2 separate regions of the Mus musculus genome follow, and region 1 is linked to region 2. A link is a contact called in public Micro-C data. All regions are on one chromosome and are shown on one strand. Each heading gives the region's core, a stretch centred on a gene start, on an enhancer-like site or on the middle of the called end of the contact. The rest is flanking DNA. Distances are from core to core; before and after follow the strand shown. Region 1 overlaps Nrxn3 (neurexin III). Region 2 overlaps Nrxn3 (neurexin III).

Evidence for each region. Hi-C and Micro-C count contacts between places; a contact is called where the count stands out from the background.
Region 1: a Micro-C map of muscle stem cells shows a contact between it and region 2, with 8 times the contacts expected there. The contact joins two enhancer-like sites. A contact is called at or near these places in 10 of 484 Hi-C or Micro-C datasets (the C2C12 cell line, cortical neurons, embryonic fibroblasts and 3 more) and 1 of 115 datasets of contacts at active chromatin or transcription factors (embryonic midbrain).

What each region holds. Positions count from the first base shown.
Region 1 is chr12:90,163,241-90,168,157 of GRCm38.p6, reverse strand. The region is part of intron 15 of Nrxn3 (neurexin III); the gene reads right to left. Among named protein-coding and RNA genes, the nearest start is that of Gm40538, 240 kb to the left of the region's middle. Within about 2 kb of position 1,942, at least 14 of the 459 cell types and tissues checked have an H3K27ac peak or open chromatin away from gene starts, as enhancers often do. A contact at or near this core is called in muscle stem cells, where this site is marked.
Region 2 is chr12:89,829,994-89,834,595 of GRCm38.p6, reverse strand. All of the region lies in intron 14 of Nrxn3 (neurexin III), which reads right to left. Among named protein-coding and RNA genes, the nearest start is that of Gm40538, 580 kb to the left of the region's middle. Within about 2 kb of position 2,780, at least 7 of the 459 cell types and tissues checked have an H3K27ac peak or open chromatin away from gene starts, as enhancers often do. A contact at or near this core is called in muscle stem cells, where this site is marked.

The DNA of each region.
Region 1 (4,917 bases), core at 693-3,192, 330 kb before region 2:
AAGATGATGGAGATGACAGTGGGGGTGGAGATGAGATCATCCACCTCTGGGGAAATGCCCGGAAACACTGAACCGTACATAACGGTGTTATTAAAACTCTTACTCTTTCCCGTTAATAATTGGTTATGACTAAGAGTTGGAATTGGTATTCATGATGAAATAAAATGAAAGTGGCTTTCTTGATCAGATACAATCAGCTTCTTTAACCTCTGGAAAAGCATAAGAGCTCTGTGAAGTATCAGAAGGGATGGAGCAAGAGAGAAGAAGACTCTTTTCCTCATCTCTGTAGTTGTCTGACAACTACAATAGGCAATAGGCTGGGCACTTGGTGGTAATAAGATTTAGTTGTTATTCTAACATTGACAAGGTTGAGTCATAGTATTTTTTCATCAGCATTATTTATCTACTATTTGTTTGTTTGAGGAGGAGAAGGAAGATGAACAGGGGAAGGGAAAGCAGAAGAATGGTGTAGTTAAAGACCAGAGTCCATATCATTTAAGTTCAAGGAAGTATTTATGGATGCTCAGACTTAGTATCTGTACTGGCTGGTTTTGTGTCAACTTGACACAGCTGGAGTTATCACAGAGAAAGGAGCTTCAGCTGAGAAAATGACTCCATGAGATCCAACTGTAAGGCATTTTCTCATCTTGTGGGTGGGACCACCTCTAGGCTGGTAGTCTTGGTTCTATAAGAGAGCAGGCTGAGCAAGACAGGGGAAGCAAGCCAGTAAAGAACATCCCTCCATGGCTTCTGCATCGCTCCTGCTTTCTGACCTGCTTGAGTTCCAGTCCTGACTTACTTGGTGATGAACAGCAGTATGGAAGTGTAAGCCCAATAAACACTTCCCTCCCCAACTTGCTTCTTGGTCATGATGTTTGTGCAGGAATAGAAACCCCGTCTAAGAGAGTATCCATCTATCCTTTTATGCACCCATCCATCCATTCATATCTATTGAGCCAGTCAGCTGGCCAGCCACCCATCCATCCATTCATTCAATATATAAAGGTAATATTAACACTGAGTGTTATAAATTAGGATTTCTTGTGTGGTGACCACTGGTTTTCATTATTTTTTGGTACAGTTCATTTAGTTTCCTAGGAAGAATGCTGCCCTCAACTTGCCATTTATCTTTTTTCTCCCTAACTATGTAGATGCGCCCCAAAGCTGATTGAGAAAGAGACCAGTACCCAAGAGTCTTCATCTTAGAAGTAATAATGTAGACTGACTGAGGCATCCTGTTTTCAGCACTCAGGAAAGAAGACTCAGGGTGGACATTCTTGCTTCTTTTGTATTCAAAGCATGCTCTGGGATATGAACTGTTGCCTACATTTTTCATTTTCTAAACCCTATAAAAAGTGGCCCAATGCCTCCCCACATGTTTATTAAGTGAACTCAATTCCGAAACCTCTGTTTATTGGTATCATTATAATCTTGGATTTCTTTTGGTTGGTTTGGTCCATCTATGTTAAACAATATACCTAGCATGGAGAATTATGTATGGAAAGGGGAATATGATGATAAGGTCTGTGTTACAATGTTCATGCCCATAATGAATAATATGATTTATTTTATCTTTTTTATTTGGTCCTCAGGGAATTTGGAAATAACATTACTTATGTGTTCTGTATCCGAGAGGTGGCAGTCATTATTCATTTTTTAAGGATGTGAGAATGAATGGGTAGGTGGGTGTTCATGCCCTCATAGGAAAATAAGCAAGGCTATAAAAGTCTGAATCATTGCATGCTTACAGAATGACAGACCTTGATGAGTTAAGAAACCACAACTGAAGCCATTACTCCTCTGCCCACCCTACAAATGTAGGCTGTGTATTGCATTGTGGTTTTTCCATGAGAAACTACTACATAAATCCTGTATGCGTGGAAAAGCCTGCAGTGATTCAGTTCACCTCTGAGTCACTAGTTAATCATAGATAGAGAACAGTATTAGTGTTCTAAAGGGAACAGAGACCTTAGTGCTAGGAAGCTCTCAGTAACAGAGGAGGCAAGACAGTTCTGGCTCAACCAAGTTAGTTGATCGACAAGATATATTCTTGAGAAGATTTTCTGTAAGATCCATAATAGATCCAGGACAAGACAAGATTTAATTTCTGTCAGAATAAATATTTTGCCCTGATCTTAGATGTCACACGTTTGCTACTAAAATCTGGATTTTTCAAAAGGTCTTCTTAGTTCTGTTAGCACATTGTCAATTCAGTGTAGACCCTCACTCTGATGTTTCTCTTTGCTTTCCACAGTGGTAAATGTAGCTGTGCTAGACCTCAGATGTGCTCTCTTTATTTGCAGTCATAAGATTTCATTATCATCACCTCCTTGTAATTTGTCATGGGACCACAGTGGCATTATAATCCATAGCTAACTGTTTAGTTTCAGTTCATTAGTGGTCATGGAAGCCTTGTGGCAAATACCCATAGAGTTGCCCAGGCTTAGAATCTATAATATGCAGCTTCCATGAAAATAAACTCCTGTGCCCATGTGTCTACCGAAGGAATGAAGTGGAGGATAAACACATTAGCTCCGCACCATTCCTCCCTGACCTTGCGGCAGCTTAACTATTCTGAACCCATTTTTCATAATACACTGTGGGGCAAGACACTCCCTTTAACATTCTTCAAAGGACTATTATAATGAAATAACATTGCTTATGTGATGGATCCTCTTATATTTATTCCTCTCTTTTACTAATGTGTGTGTGCATATATGTGCTTGTAGGTAGGTGTGTTCACAGAGTGTAGAAGCTAGAAGACAGACTCAGCTATTTTCTCTGATATCAAGTCCCTCATTGGCATGGGGGTTATCAATTAGGCTATATTTACTGGCTTGTGGGCACCTGAGATCTCACTCCTTTTTGCCTCCCAATTACTGTGGTTACAGAACTATGCCACCATGCCTGGGTTTTTACATGGGTGCTAGAGATTACATCCAGGCCTATAAGGCAAGTACTCTACTAACTGAGACATCTTTTCAGTCCCATGTAATAGTGCCTTGTAAATATATAATAAGGAATGGATGGAATCAAGGAAGACTGAATACATAGTAAGTCATTTGCCCATAAAAACAAATGATCTGTCATTGTTAGAGAATTCAATAGTATGACCATGAATGTGTTTCCATACAGAAAATAACAGCACTGGCTCCTAAAAAATGTATGTCCTTTGTCACTTATTTTAAAAGGGGCTTGTAATAAGAGGGAAAGACAAATGGCTCTCTCTGAAGCCTGTTGTGTGGACTACATGTGAAGCATCTGCCACATGGCTATGCATACTTTTGGGCTGCAGTATGTCAGTACTTTCTCTTGTTAGTATAATTTAAAATAGTGATGTGGACTAAGGACTGGCCAGTTTGGCAGGCACTGCCATCGTGGTCTATTGTGAAAATATGTGTAATTTGGGGCAAACAGAACTGTTTTTTTTTTAGTGTTGATTTCCTGTCACACTTTGGTAGTTGCTTTCTATCCACTTTCTTTGGGGCCTCTTATAAGTCTCTTGAACATAAGCAAAATGTAGTTCCAGAGACAACACAGCTGTAAATTTTTATAACTCCACACCCATCATCACTGAAGTTACTGCCAAGGCAATCACTTCAATCTGTGCTCTTCCTTGATATTAAAAACAAAGACAAGTGGTAAATCAGAAGACATTATCTATCATCTTCCAGGGCATTCAGGAGAACTCCTGAATGGTACAGGAACATCTGCCTAGCTAAGGTCATTAAGTCATTCCTTATCACTAATGACTATTTATCAGCACACTCAGTTTGTAAAATGAGCCCAGATCTGGCTACTTGATCCTCAGTCTGCCATATTATGATTAATATGGCTGACATATTCCCCAGAGATGCTACAAGCTCTTGGGTCAGGGTTTAGGAGAAATATACAGGGGCTAGAGAAAAAAAATTCAAGAATTAAGAAAGAGCTCCCCGGTGGCATACTCTCTATTTGCTGCATGGTGCCTCTGGGGAAGGCAGAATGCACCATTCCCTACTTCAGAAAATTGCAGCCGACAGAAACAAAGCGGAGATTCTCAAATGTATGCCTGGGAGATGTGCGCTGAAACATTTCTCCGTGGTGTCACTGTTAGGCTTCTCATAGAGTTTTTCTCCAGCATTGGACAATAACACAATGAAAGCAATGTATAGATAGATGGTACTTTGATGCCTGTGCACAACAAGGCCTTGGTATGACTCCAGTCCACTTTCTCTACTCAGAGTAGTTCATAGTTCTGTTCCCCACACATTGCCAGTTCTCCTAATTACAGGATCACAGTGAGAACAACTTTTTGCATCTCTTTGTGATAGATAGATCCAGGAGTACAGGGTCAAGTAATTGTGATTGTTGAGCCACACATAATAATTCTGGCATGAGACTTGCCTGTGTCCTCCCACTGCTGTGAATCATTGTGCCCAGCAATTTCTCGGTAGTAGGTGCTTTGTCATTTTGGGTCACTTAGTGAGGATGGCACCAAAGTAACTTGCAATGGACATGGCTTTGAGAACAGAGTGTTTAGGCTATCACCGCTGCATGACTGTCACAACATGAATACTCAGTATATACTTTTTGTTTTGTTTTGTTTTTTTGAGAAAGGATTTCTCTGTGTAGCCCTGGCTGTCCTGGAACTCACTCTGTAGACCAGGTGGGCTTTGAACTCAGAAAGCCACCTACCTCTGCCTCCCAAGTGCTGGGATTAAAGGCATGTGCCACCACTGCCCGGCCCAGTATATACTTTTGAGTGGGATTGTCTTTCAATTTCTCATAATTCTCTGCTATTGAATATATGTGACAAGAACAGTGTTTAAGGGCAAAATCTAAGTCTGTCGGACTTGAACTCATGGCTGTTTTACTGAGGCACATGTCTGTTCCATGTATTATGTGTTGAAATATCATTTTAGTCATGTTTCCTCA
Region 2 (4,602 bases), core at 1,531-4,030:
GAAGCACATTAACCCTAAAGTCTTTGCTACACGTACTTAAAAAAAAATCCAGCTTTACAAGGGAAAAACACAAATATAACAAACAAACAAACAAACAAACAAAGCCAACAACAGAAAACTTGGCCCTAGTAGCACTGGCAGAGACAAAAGCCAGTCCTAACCCACCTACAGGTTTCAACATCTTTGCTGGTCTTCTAGTAGTCTACAGAGTCTGACCAGTCCCTGCAGGAGGTGCCAATGCCTGACCTGTGGGCAAAGAAGCTTCTCTAACTCAAGGCTCTTAGACCTTTTTTACTATAAACCCAAAGTAAAGAATCTGTATTAAATAAATGCTGTCAACAGAACTATGCTAACCAATGTGGTTAAAGTCAATTAATGTGGAGAAAATACTGAAGAATCTCTGAAAAAAAAAAAAAAAACAAAAAACTAAAAGTATCTGGGACATATAAGCATTCTTATCTGTGTTTGACTTACAAATAAGAGAAGAAGTTTGTTTGGACTCATATATATATATATATATATATATATATGCCTCTTAGAAAGAAATAAGAGTAAGCTAAGCCAATAAGAAGTATACAGCAAATGTATAGTTATCTAAATTGAGATGCAGCATGAGACATTACAGGGGAATATGCTACAGTGGTACAATTATGGTCGCAACCAAGCATGATTTTCTTTGCATCACTTGAACTTTGCATAATAAAATATGACCCTGATTGCATCTTCAATTACATTCCTCTGTCATTTCTGGTTTGGGGCTGCCTGATTTATGACTAGGTGGGTGCTCACATGAACACAATATTTTTAAAATTGTACCTCACCTTACCTTTTAAACAGGGGTCTTTTTTTTGTCAGCCATCTCCTAGCAGACTAATATTTAATGGGGAAAGATGAAGAACTTGCTTCACACCTCAGATTAAACCTTTTTCTAAATGGTTTCGCACGAAAAGTCCCCATGGATGTTGGGCATGACTTGTTGGTGTGGATTGGGGAACCTCTGACCCCTACAGGGAACAGAGCGAGCATGCCCTTACAAGATCAGAAGACAAGCAACTCATCTCCAACAGAACACCCAATTTTCTATCACTAAGCATGGTTCAGCTCGTTTTCACCTTATGCTGCTACGTTCTTCAGATGGCAAATCTGCTTTGCTTATGGAAATCTTGAGCAGGAGTTGATTTAAAAGGCTATTAGAGGTGACTATTTTAAAAGTATTTTGCATGCCCTAAAGCATAAGGCAAATGTGGAGATGTGGCATTGTGTTGCTCTGAAAGCATTACCCCTCTCAGTATATCATCTGATTACTGCTATAATACACTATCCATTTATTATTGTAATATTCCATCCAATTACTATTGTAATATTATTACTAGAGCATAAATCCCAGCTGTGAGATTGTCATACCTCTAGAGACCTGTGGCCAGAGATGTACAAGCCAAATCCAGCTCTTGTTTAGGTTTTATAAATAGAGCAGTGTGAGTATATGATACTATCCTTTATAGACAGTCTGTGGTGCTCACTGGTTATAACAGGATAATGACACCAGAAATACTTCTGCTTTAAAAGCCTAACCACTCTTTGTTTTAAATTTTATTTTTATTTTATTTTATTTTATTTTATTTTGCTATGTGGTCCTCTGTTTAAAAAAATAAATAAATAAAGCTTGTCAGCTGCTTGCCTAAGTTGCTCCGGAGTGAAGAGCTTTACCTTGGTCCTTGGACTGCCATCTAAGAAAGTCAATTATTCCACAAGAAATACACAATGCTGATGAGGAGAAAAGGCACAGAGCAAAGAAGAGCTCTTGTTAGCTACCACTCCAGGCTTGACCTAGCTAGACCTCATTTTTTGTACAATGCAGCAACAGTAGCCAGAGATGTTAAATTAGCAATGCTAGATGATCTAGTCAGCCCCTTCAGATTCCAAAGGTTCTCACAGGACCTGATCTTTATCTTCATTCCAATTATGCTATTATGTTATGGAGCTGATGATTTGACTTAACAACTGCGGGGAAGACTTCCTATGATTTAAATAAGGACAGAGAGAAAGAACCCTTAGCTCTTTATAGCATTCACAGATTCTTCATTATCCTCATCTTAATAAAGTTGGGTATCCCAATAGGAGAACCTATGCTATGGCGGGGGTGGGGGTAGGGGTGGGGTGGGTATTTGCATTGTAACTTCTAAATGGTATGTCTCTGGAAAAGTCACCCCTCCTCTCTAAGCCTCGTTATCTTCTGGGTGATGGTATTATCCATGTATGGATCTTTGTAGAAATTAGATATCATCATATTTCATATCATTATAAAGCACCTAGCACATGATGAGTACTCAGTCAATCAATGACTGATTATGTACTGCTCCATTCTTATTACAATCCACGGAAGGCCAAGCACTAACCAGTAGGGCAAAAACTAGTCACAGAAATACCCATGCAGGCTGGTATCAGAAAAATGAAGAGCATACATTCTTGCCTCCATCTAGCAAAGTTTACTGGGAGAAAAACAAAACAACAACAACAACAACAACAACAAAACAAAACAAAACCAAAGCTCATAACTAGCAATCTAGGATGGTGACCCTTGCTCATTTATCTATCTCAACATCTCCCAAATCAATAGATTCTCCTGCTGCAACCCCATGCCTACAAATGCATCTTCTCCACACACAGAGAAAGACATTTACAAGCCTAAAACAAGAAGGCGGGTAGAATCTTATCACATAGGCCCAGCTCCCATGTCCTCCCACGCGGATATTAATCCTGTATTGTCTTCTGCAAGCTTGAATAATTTGTTCAAACCCTGTCTTACAGAAGCCAGTGCTGTCACCTCTGAGGGGTGATGTGCAAAGGTTTGATTTGCAGCTAATAGAAAAATCTATTTCTTTCAGTTTCACTTCTGTCACACACGAGGACCGTTGTGTTCCCTACCAGAGACTCCTTCTTCTGCAATAACCACCAAGATGACAGATCTCGGGTGGCAATATGAGCTGTCTGGGTTGAGTGTCGCCTATTAGTTTTATGACCACTGGTTCAGAATGGCCTTGTGGTGTCCACAGCCCATCTTAATGAAGATGGGTAAGACAGCTGCCGATGAAATAAAATCTCTTTGCTCCTTTTCGTTCCATCTGAAAGTCCATCAAACTTTCATCTTCTGCAACAAAACAGCTGCTGGGCCAAACACTCAGCCACAGTGAATCATAGCCTGTGGGTGCATTGTTGTCTTTGGGAGGTAAGGCAGGTTTACTGACTAAGTGGAAGAGAGGGAAAAGTAAGTAGCTTTATCATCTCTTTTTAAGTAAAGAAAAGCAGCAAAGTTGCATAGCACATTTATTATTGTCATTAATTAAAACTCTCTGAAAAGTTAGAAGCATTGTCTATATGGAAACCAGTCTTATAAATTTGTTTCTACCAAATGTAAGAGGTTTGTTGTTGTTGTTGTTGTTTGATTTTTTTTCATAGGAGCAAAGGCAAGTGGGAACTCTCCTAGATAGTGTAGCAGAGGTATATGGCCCCATTCTCAGCTAATATGAACTGTTTTTCTTTCTAATTCCGGCTCCTACAAAGACTATACTTCTCCGAGCTTGATTGGGGCTCTCACTTCAAAGTCTAACTCAACTATCACAATGTAGTAGACTGGAAATGCAGTTGGAATCCCCCCATGTTCCTGCAGAATCCCTTCCCCACTCTATCTTCCCTTTAGAATGTTTTCACATTCCTCTTGATGAGAAATATAATCTTCTCTACATATTGACTTGCTTGATCAACAGCATACCATGAAAGTACCAACTTGTGATTTCCTATCTCTGGAGAGTTCTTACTGCCCTTTCTACACCATTCTCTTGGAAGGTACCCAAGGCCATTGTATAACAGTCCTCATCCAGTGGAAAATGACAGGTCAGATGAGGGCATCTGAAACCCCCTCATTAATGGCCAGATCACACCACAGCTAAGTGAGACCATCTTAGATTGCTAGCCCGAGTCTTTCTGATGAGGAATCCCATTTGCAGCCATTAAAATTACCAGCCACATCAAATCCAAATTGTTGACTCACAGAAACATAAGCTACTAACACAGCTGTCGGAAACACTAATTTGTAATGTGGTTTGTAATACAGCAACAACTAACGGAACTACATATTTCATGAGGTCTTCTCTCTCCAATGCCTGCTAGAAGACACGTCGCACAGTCATTAACACAATTTCAGCTTTTTTGCTCCAGCACATTTGAGCCTGGGGGGTCTTTCAGAAAGAATATATATGCTAAAGGGATCAGAGACGCTAACACATGCAATACATAAACATAGAACTTGTGAGGAAGTCCTCATTCATCAGCTAAAATCCCACCTCATTATAGTTCTCTGAATATTGATAGCCTGCTAGATCAAAGGCAGGAACTGTATTGATCAATACATATTGCAGTGTTTTATATGGTTGGGATTCTATATACACATCCTGGACAAATGCCCAATTTCTCAACAGCCAGCGTAGCTCCATGATACCATATTTACTGAGTGTTCCAGAAGTGATATACTAACAAGACTATGGGAAAACTTACTTCTGTTACTTTCACTAGGTCCCTATGCCTCTTGGCAGCATTGGCATTTCT